Regions from separate parts of the Sus scrofa genome. Here region 2 is linked to region 1. The links are chromatin contacts, called in public Hi-C maps. All regions are on one chromosome and are shown on one strand. The core of a region is the stretch at or near the end of the contact, and the rest is flanking DNA. Distances in the headings are between cores, read along the strand shown. Region 1 has its middle 80 kb from the start of RBPJ. Region 2 overlaps RBPJ (recombining binding protein suppressor of hairless).

The links. A called contact is a pair of places that touch in the nucleus more often than the background predicts.
Region 2: a Hi-C map of skeletal muscle shows a contact between it and region 1, with 7 times the contacts expected there. The contact joins two enhancer-like sites. A contact is called at or near these places in 2 of 47 Hi-C or Micro-C datasets (mesenchymal stem cells and skeletal muscle) and 2 of 2 datasets of contacts at active chromatin or transcription factors (alveolar macrophages and skeletal muscle).

What each region holds. Positions count from the first base shown.
Region 1 is chr8:19,850,970-19,855,040 of Sscrofa11.1, forward strand. No RefSeq gene overlaps it. Among named protein-coding and RNA genes, the nearest start is that of RBPJ, 80 kb to the right of the region's middle. Within about 2 kb of position 1,927, at least 6 of the 83 cell types and tissues checked have an H3K27ac peak or open chromatin away from gene starts, as enhancers often do. A contact at or near this core is called in skeletal muscle, where this site is marked.
Region 2 is chr8:19,971,598-19,975,668 of Sscrofa11.1, forward strand. All of the region lies in intron 1 of RBPJ (recombining binding protein suppressor of hairless), which reads left to right. Among named protein-coding and RNA genes, the nearest start is that of RBPJ, 41 kb to the left of the region's middle. Within about 2 kb of position 1,709, at least 15 of the 83 cell types and tissues checked have an H3K27ac peak or open chromatin away from gene starts, as enhancers often do. A contact at or near this core is called in skeletal muscle, where this site is marked.

The DNA.
Region 1 (4,071 bases), core at 677-3,176:
GCTCCGTGCTAGTTTTCCTAAGGTCTTTCTTTAAATATTCTTACCATAACCCTGTGCAAAAGCTATTATTAATCTTATTTTAGGGGAGTTCCTGTCATGGCGCAGTGGTTAAGGAATCCCACTAGGAACCATGAGGTTGCGGGTTCGATCCCTGCCCTTGCTCAGTGGGTTAAGGATCCGGTGTTGCCGTGAGCTGTGGTGTAGGTTGCAGACGAGACTTTGATCCCGAGTTGCTGTGGCTCTGGCGTAGGCTGGCAGCTGTAGCTCCGATTTGACCCCTAGCCTGGGAACCTCTATATGCCATGGGAAGTGGTCCAAGAAATGGCAAAAAGGCAAAAAAAAAAAAAAAAAAAAATTTATTTTATAGCTAGCGAGTCTGAGGCTCAGACAAGGTAATCTTTTTTTTTTTTTTTTTCTCAGCCACTTCATGGCACATGGAAGTTCCCAGGCCAGAGATCAAATCCAAGCCAGAGCTGTGGCCGGGGATCAACCTGGCACCTCCACAGAGACAAGCCAGATCATTAAGCCACTGCACCATAGTGGGAACTCCCAGACAAGTTAATCTTCTTCCAAGCCATGCAGTGCTGGTACATGGAAAAAAAAATGTCCCTTCTGCTTTATAAAGACCAAGTTCCCTAGGGGCTGGAGGAAAACGTGCCCTGTCCCGGAGGTACAGAGAGGCGAATACAGCATATACGTGGGCTTTGATCCCGCCTAAGGATTGGATCTGGGCTCTTCAAAGCCTTTAAGGAAGGATTGTAATTTCAAAGCTTCTGTCAATTCTTTTGGGCTACTAAAAATGAAAACTCATATTGGTCTGGGGTTGGGGGCAAGGCGTTCTTACAAGAGAAGAGCACCAAATCAGGGTTTTATTTGTACAAAAGGAAATTCCATTCTGGACTGGGGGAGTTTAGACATGGGAACCCATAAGGTCTGTGGATACCAAAGTAAAAGAGAGGGGAGCTGTTCCAATATTAACAGATTTGAGGCTTCCTCTGATGAGATGGGGGGAAGAGGATATTGGGGCTTTTTGTCCTTGGGATTGAAAGACACAGTCAAAGTGAAGCCCTGTGTGGAGGTGAGGAGGAAACAGGGCCGAACTCGGCAACATGTTGGGAACTGGAAGGTCAGGGAAGACCAGTAGGGACTTCCACCTGGCCGGAAAGGTGGTCCAGGATCTCGGGTGTAGTCACGGCTGGCTTGGAGCTTAAATTCCCCTTCTGTGCACTGAAATTCCATCCAATTTTAAGTCAAGCCAGAAAGCCCCATGTTAGCACTGCCTTGGGGGTAAAGGAAGGTACTGAGTCTATTTGGGGGACACCATTTGGATGGAGAATGATAAGTAACTGCCAAAATATGTCTACAGCCCTTGGAAGAGACTTGGGTTTCCTTGAGTCTCATGGGTTGAAAGCTGGAGTTATTTGATTTGCTTTTTTTTTTTGGACTATGCCCAGGGCATGTGGAAGTTCCCAGGCTGGGGATCAAACCCACGCCACGGAACCAACCCATGCTGTTGCAGTGACAACGCCAATCCTTAACCCTTTGTGCCCCAAGAGAACCCCTGCATGTTTTTTGAAAGGCTGACCCTGGAGGTTGTAATAAACTCGGGGACACATGAGTTCTATGGGGTTATTATGTTTCAGGGAATGAGACTTCACTGGTCTACAGGACAGCTGAAGCCATGCAGCAGGATCCCTTTTAACAGGGTTCACCTGTTGTAAGGCCGAGGCCTGACCACAAGCACTTGGCTGCCGGCTGCAGACTAGGTGATTACAGCATTAGATCATGCTTATAATGAGAAAAAGACTTCTCCTCCGGCTGACTAATCAGTTTGCCATTTTTATTGCACGATCACTATCTAGAGACAGTGATTCTGAACGCTGTCAACATCCCGGGTGTACACAGGCGTGACAGAAAGAATAGCTACATTAGCAAAGACAACAGGTGGAGGGATTTGCAAACTTGCTAAGAAGGTCAGGACAGCTCGGTCTCCCGGGGCACAGGCTGCCGGCTCCCATTAGAACAGGGATAGCTGCCGTTCCAGTTCCTGTACGCTGAGTCCTCTGTAGCCACTGTGCCTTTTTTTCTTCTTTTAATGTCAATGGCGTTTCACGCCCATTATCAATCTGTATTAGTCTCTAGGGCTGCTGTGCAAATTACCCCAAACTCGATGGCTTAGAGCAGCAGAGCATTGTCCCCTCACTGTTCTGGGGGTCAAACAGCCAAAATTAAGGTGTCGGCAGGACCGTGCTCCCTATGGAGACTCTAGGGGAGAATTCCTGCCTCTTCCAGCTCCTGGCGACTCCAAGGAAAGCCTTGATGTTCCTCAGCTTGTGGCCACATCCTTCCAGGCGCTGTCTCTATCTTCACAGAGCCTCTGCCCATCTCTCCGATTGTCTCCTGTGACGCTTGTCCTGGATTCCTGCACAATCCAGGAATCCAGGATGATCACATCTTTTCTCCCCCATGTTACGGCCACACCCAAGCATAACGAAATTCCTGGGCCAGGGATCGAACCTGAGCCTCCACAGTGACCTGAACCACTGCAGTTGGATTCTTTTTTTTTTTTTTTTTTCTTCTTTTTAGGAGCTGCACTTGTGGCATATGGAGGTTCCCAGGCGAGGGGTTGAATTGGAGCTATTGCTGCCAGACAACACCACGGCCACAGCAACGCAGGATCCAAGCAGTGTCTGACACCTATACCACAGCTCATGGCAATGCCAGATCCTTAACCTACTGAGCCAGGCCAGGGATCGATCCTGCAACCTCATGGTTCCTAGTCAGATTCGTTTCCAGAGCACCATGACCGGAACTCCTGCAGTTGGATTCTTAACCCACTCTGCCACAGCAGGAACTACTAGGATGATTGCGTCTTGAGATCCTTCACTTAATTACATCTGCAATGACCCTTTTCCAACTTAGGTCACATTCAAAGGTACCAGGAGCTGGGATCCAAACATATGTTTGGGGGGTGTGGGCACCATGCAATCTGCTACGGTGATTAATGAAAAAATTCCAAGATGAGTATAGGAAGCGATAATGTTTTGGAAAACCTTGAGACTGTATTTCTCCCTGTTGATTGTCTCCTTTCTCTTCCTGCAGCCCTTCTTCATGTTTTGCCTCAGGAAAAGGAAGGCAAATACCATAAAGTGGAATAAAAGGAAGATAAAGGGGTAAAAGGATAAAAGCAGGACAGATGGACAGAGAAGGAAGAGAGAAAGAGCCCTCCCACTCCTGGGAGAGGTAAGAAGCAGCGGGAAAAGGAAGAAGGCCAGAGAACAGAGTGGGGGTTCTATTTGGACCCCCCTACCCTAAGGTGGAACCGAGAGGACTCATGGAGAACAGACATGGACAACAGACTTGGGGTCGCCAAGGGCGGGGGGTGGGGGCAGGGAGTAGGATGGATGGGGAGTTTCAGGTGAGTAGATGCAAACTATTCCATCTAGAAAGGATGGGCAAGGGAGTCCTGCTGTGCAGCACAGGGAACCGTGTCCAGTCTCTTGGGACAGAACGTGTTGGGGGATGAGATGAGAAAAGGCGTGTATATGTATGCATGACGGCATCACTTTGCTGTACAGCAGAAATTGGCACAACGTTCAAATCGACTGTATCATACTTTAATTTTAAAAAATATAAGAGAGAGAGAGGAGTCAGAAAACCCAGACCAACCAGGAACTCCAAGTGCAAGGGGCCTGCTGCTCATGCTCAGGGTACAGGTGTGTGTGTGTGTGTGTGTGTAAAACACACACACAGCCTCTTTTAATTCTAAAGCATGCAATAGTCACAAATCCTGTCCACAAGTTCTGGTTTCTCACCCCAGCCACCCTGCCCATTTTTTTGGACCATCCCCAACAATGTTTCACGAGCATCGACACTTGCCTTCTCGTCTAATCTTCGCAAGAGTCCTCCGAGATGCAAGTCCCTTCTGAGACGCCTCGCACAGTGACGGGCCAGCTTATGTCCTGACCCCCAGGCCCGTGTGCTGTTCTCTGCACTACATCAAAGCTCCCAGAAACATCATTCCCCATGACCGTGACGCTGTCTGGAAACCCCACCCCCTGGGGTGTACTC
Region 2 (4,071 bases), core at 459-2,958, 120 kb after region 1:
TCTATTATTCTTGATATAAAGTCATTTTCCTCTGGCAAGGGAGAGACTGAAATCAACAGTTTTCATTGAATTATTTTCTAAATCTGGGCCCATTATAACTTGTAAAGTTTTCTGCACACAATCCTACTTCTCCCAGCGACCTGCCCTACCAGAGATCAGCTGAGCCCAGTCTCAGGGCACTGGAGGTGGCCAGGCCAGGCAAGGGGGGCCTGACCCCTGAGACCCCAGGTGCACAGCTCCCTGCAGAGTCCTCCTGCCCGCCACCCTGGGCTTGGGCTTGGCCTCCGGGAAAAACAAAGGATCCAGAACTGGAATTGCACATCCAGGGCGCTGGGCTGCCAGGCAGGAGCCCCGCGGGGAGCACTCCTGGGGTGCGGTGAGTGTTTCTTGCCCGGGAATGTTTACCGGAGCTGAGTCAGCTGGCAGATGGAAGCTGAACTGGGGAGCGTCTGGCTGCACGAGGGGCTTGGAAAGGGGCTAGATCAGGCCCACGGCTGTGTCCTCAGAGCCTGTGGGAAGATGCTTCACCCCAGGGAAGATGCTTCGTTGACTTTTCTTCTAAGGCACCGCCCCGGGGAGGGGGCGCCTCTCCTTCACAAGCATCGCCGACCACCCGCGTTGAGGTGTAGTTTGGGGTGGGGGAGGGGTGACAGCGCCCGGAATGGGATCGCTGAGGTTGGCCTTTTGGAAATTCTTTCGTGGCCTCTCTTCTCTGCCCCACACTACCTGAATAGGTCAGTTCAAATCAACTAGAGGAGGAGTTATTGCTCGTGACCGTCAGCAGCCAGAGGTTCTGGTCCTCAGGCTGCCTGTCTCTTGCTGTGGGGCCTCGGCCATGCTCCTGAACCTCCCTAGGCCTCCACTCCACCTCCTTCAAATGACTGGATTGGGCAGGTGACCTCTAAGCATTATTTCCGACCTTAAGAGTCAGTAATTTATTATTATTTAATTTAGAAGTAATAGAAGATACGGTTCTTGCATTCAAGGAATACTGACTCTGGCTGAGGAAATGGTTCTTATGCTCGTGAGAGAAGTGCGCACCTTTGAAGACGGGACATTAGGAAGGGTTCCCTGTGTGGTCTGGTTAGTAAAGCTGTGAGGGTTCTGGAGGTGATTCACAAAGGAAGGCGGCCGGCCGGGTCCGCGGGGGCAAGTAGGTGCAGCCTTGCCATCTGTGTGGTCACCAGTGTATTTTGGGGGGAGGGCAACTGGTGGGGACCCTCTTAGATGTGGCCTTGCAAAGAGGTGGCATGTAAGCAAAGTGGGCTGCGTGTTGGTCCAAATTAGAAGTGACAGGCTCCGCAGTGAGACGTACCCGGAGAAGTCCCAGCGCTGTTACTGACTGTGAAATGCCCCGCCTCACTTTTCTCATCTTGAAAATAGCGCTGCTCTCATAAAACGGTTGTTATGACTTAATAAAATAAAGCGTGCAAAGTGTTTAGCACAATGCACGGTTGACAGTAAGAGCTCAATAAATGTTCACAGTAGCCTCGCTTTATGGCTTAGTATTTGCCCGGCACGACATCCCTGAGTTGGGCTGAAAATAATCCTGCCCCCTGCACTCATTTCACCCAGACATGGGTCAAAAAACTATGAGAATCTGGCAAATGCAGAGTTGGCCACCTTCCCAAAGGGACAAGCCAAGGTTCCCCGCCTTGGCGCCAGGGGCCACGTGGCTCAAAGGAGAGGTCTCTGAGGGCAGATAGATGGGGGTGGGGTTTAGGCGGACCTAGAGCGCCCATTGGCTTTCAGGGGCACAGGGCGGGGTCAGCCACCAGGTCCTGGGCAGGGGTGGGGGGGTGGGAGTGGTCATTCAGTGACAGCTCTTGGCTCAGTCTTTCCCAGGCAGTGGCAGGTGCTCACTGATCCTCCACAAGGAGCAGGGACGTGATAGCAGCTCCAGCCCTGTGCCATTTTTCATTGCCAGCTGTCAGCTTAAAAGACATCACCCCACCCTCTTCCCAGGACAGGAGAACCCAGTGCAGACCACAGGGCAAAAGAGGCTGCCAGGCTCGGGGGTGATGATGTGGGATTCCTATTTAATTTTTCTTGTTGCCCCACTTTCATAGGCTTTATGGATCACACTTAAAGTGAAAATCCAGACCAAAGTTACAAAGAATGAGGGTAAATAACCCAACCCAGTCTGCTGAGTTGAGTCAATACATGCATATTTTCTTTATAAGTATATGCAGAAGTAAACATGTGGCATAGCGCCTTATGTCCTAAATAAATTGGTAACATGAAAGCCTAAAATAAAACGCCAAAACCTTTACTACCTCCCTCCTTAAACATCCCAACCACCACCACCACTCTCCCCCCAACCCAAAATGGAAAGATTTAAGATGTTCTAAAGTAGACAGCTCCAGCGCGTCTGCAACATGGTTATTTTCTTTCAAAGCAATGGTTTGCACTTACCAACAGTGATTTATTTTTGTTTAGTGTGGGGGTTTGTTTCCCCTCTCGGTGTGATGAGCCTAAGTGAAAATTTTAGCGGGGGAAGGAATGTGGCCATCCTCCTGGAATTCAGAACTTCTCTGGGTTATCTCCTTTCTCCAAAGTTTGAGATTTCTTCCTCTCTTCCTCCCAGAAGCTCACCGTGGCGGCTGCTTTCCGAGAGTTTATGTGTAACTTCCTTCACTGCTGAGGCCAGGCTCTAGGTTAACTTCTGGAAGTATCTTTGGAAACTAATGCTCAGGCAAAACTCCAAGAAAAAGAGGCACATGGTGAGGAACTGACATAATTTTTTAACACCACAAGCAGCATATTTCTGTAGGCAACTGCAGCCAAAACAAGTTGCCAAGACCAATATTGATCTAGTCCTCCATCCAATCAACAAATGCCATTGTTTATAAGATATAATTTTTCTTGGTTAAAGTTCAAAGTTAAACTCCAAGGATTTTCAAAACTATAAAAATGAGAGGCTTTCATACCCTCAAAAAAAATTGCTGGCCAGTTTTCCTCCTTCATGGGTTTTCACAGTCACTATAAGAAACATAGCCAAGAAAACATTTTTGGGTCTTATTTTTTTTCCTCTGAACTCTGGTAGTTTTTAAAAGGAGGATTATGCTAAATATCTTCATAAAAGTCCCTTAAATCTTTGTACCCCTCCTGAAAACCATGGCATGTCAGCTGCACAGGTGACTACGGTTTGCTTTTCTGCTCCAGGGCTGCCCACCTGCCGAATTCTGTAGATCAATTCAGATTTTTCCAGGTTTACATTCAAGCAGCCCTCTCCCTTTCTACCCCTCCGTTTTAATGTGGAAATGACAGAGCCTTTTCTAAGCCCTTTGGAGAAGGCAGAGGATTCTGTGGCCCACGTCTGATTCTGAAATGGAAAACCTTAGCGAGTAAATGGTGAGCAGATGGTGCTTTGCAAACCAGTTCCTCGTGGTTCTTCTAGATCTAGAGGGGTGTCCCCTTCTGGGAGCTGGTGTCAGCGACAAACAGATGAGCTTTAAAATGTGAAACTAGGGTGGGATAATAATTAGATTTGTTAGATCTCAAGGTGGGCATCTTTTCCTTAAAAAAAATAAAAAGTTCAGGGAGTTTCCTTTGAGGCTCAGTGGGTTAAGAACCAACTCGTATCCATGAGGTTGCGGGTTCTATCCCTGGCCTCGCTCAGTGGGTTAAGGATCTAGCATTGCCACAAACTTTGGTGTAGGTCGCAGATGTAATTTGGACCTGGCGTTGCTGTGGCTGCGGCGGCAGCTCCAGCTCTGATTTGACCCCCAGCCCAGGGACTTCCATACGTGTCAGGTGCAGCCATAAAAAGAAAAAAAAAATTAGAGTTTTAAGGTGCAGCCTAAAAAGAAAATAAATAAATTTAGAGTTTTAACAGGGGCCATATCTTCTTAGTGTGCTAAGAGCTTCCACAGACACTACCTCCTACGGTCTTCACAGTAGCCCTGCAGGCCGGGCAGAAATGATCATTCCCATCCTATTAGGTGAGGAAACCAGGGTTTCAAGACCAAGGATGATTTGAACAAGGCATGAAATCCACATGGCAGGGCTGGGATTCAAGCTCAACAGAGTAATAACAATAATAATAAGTATAATGCTTTCTACATGCTC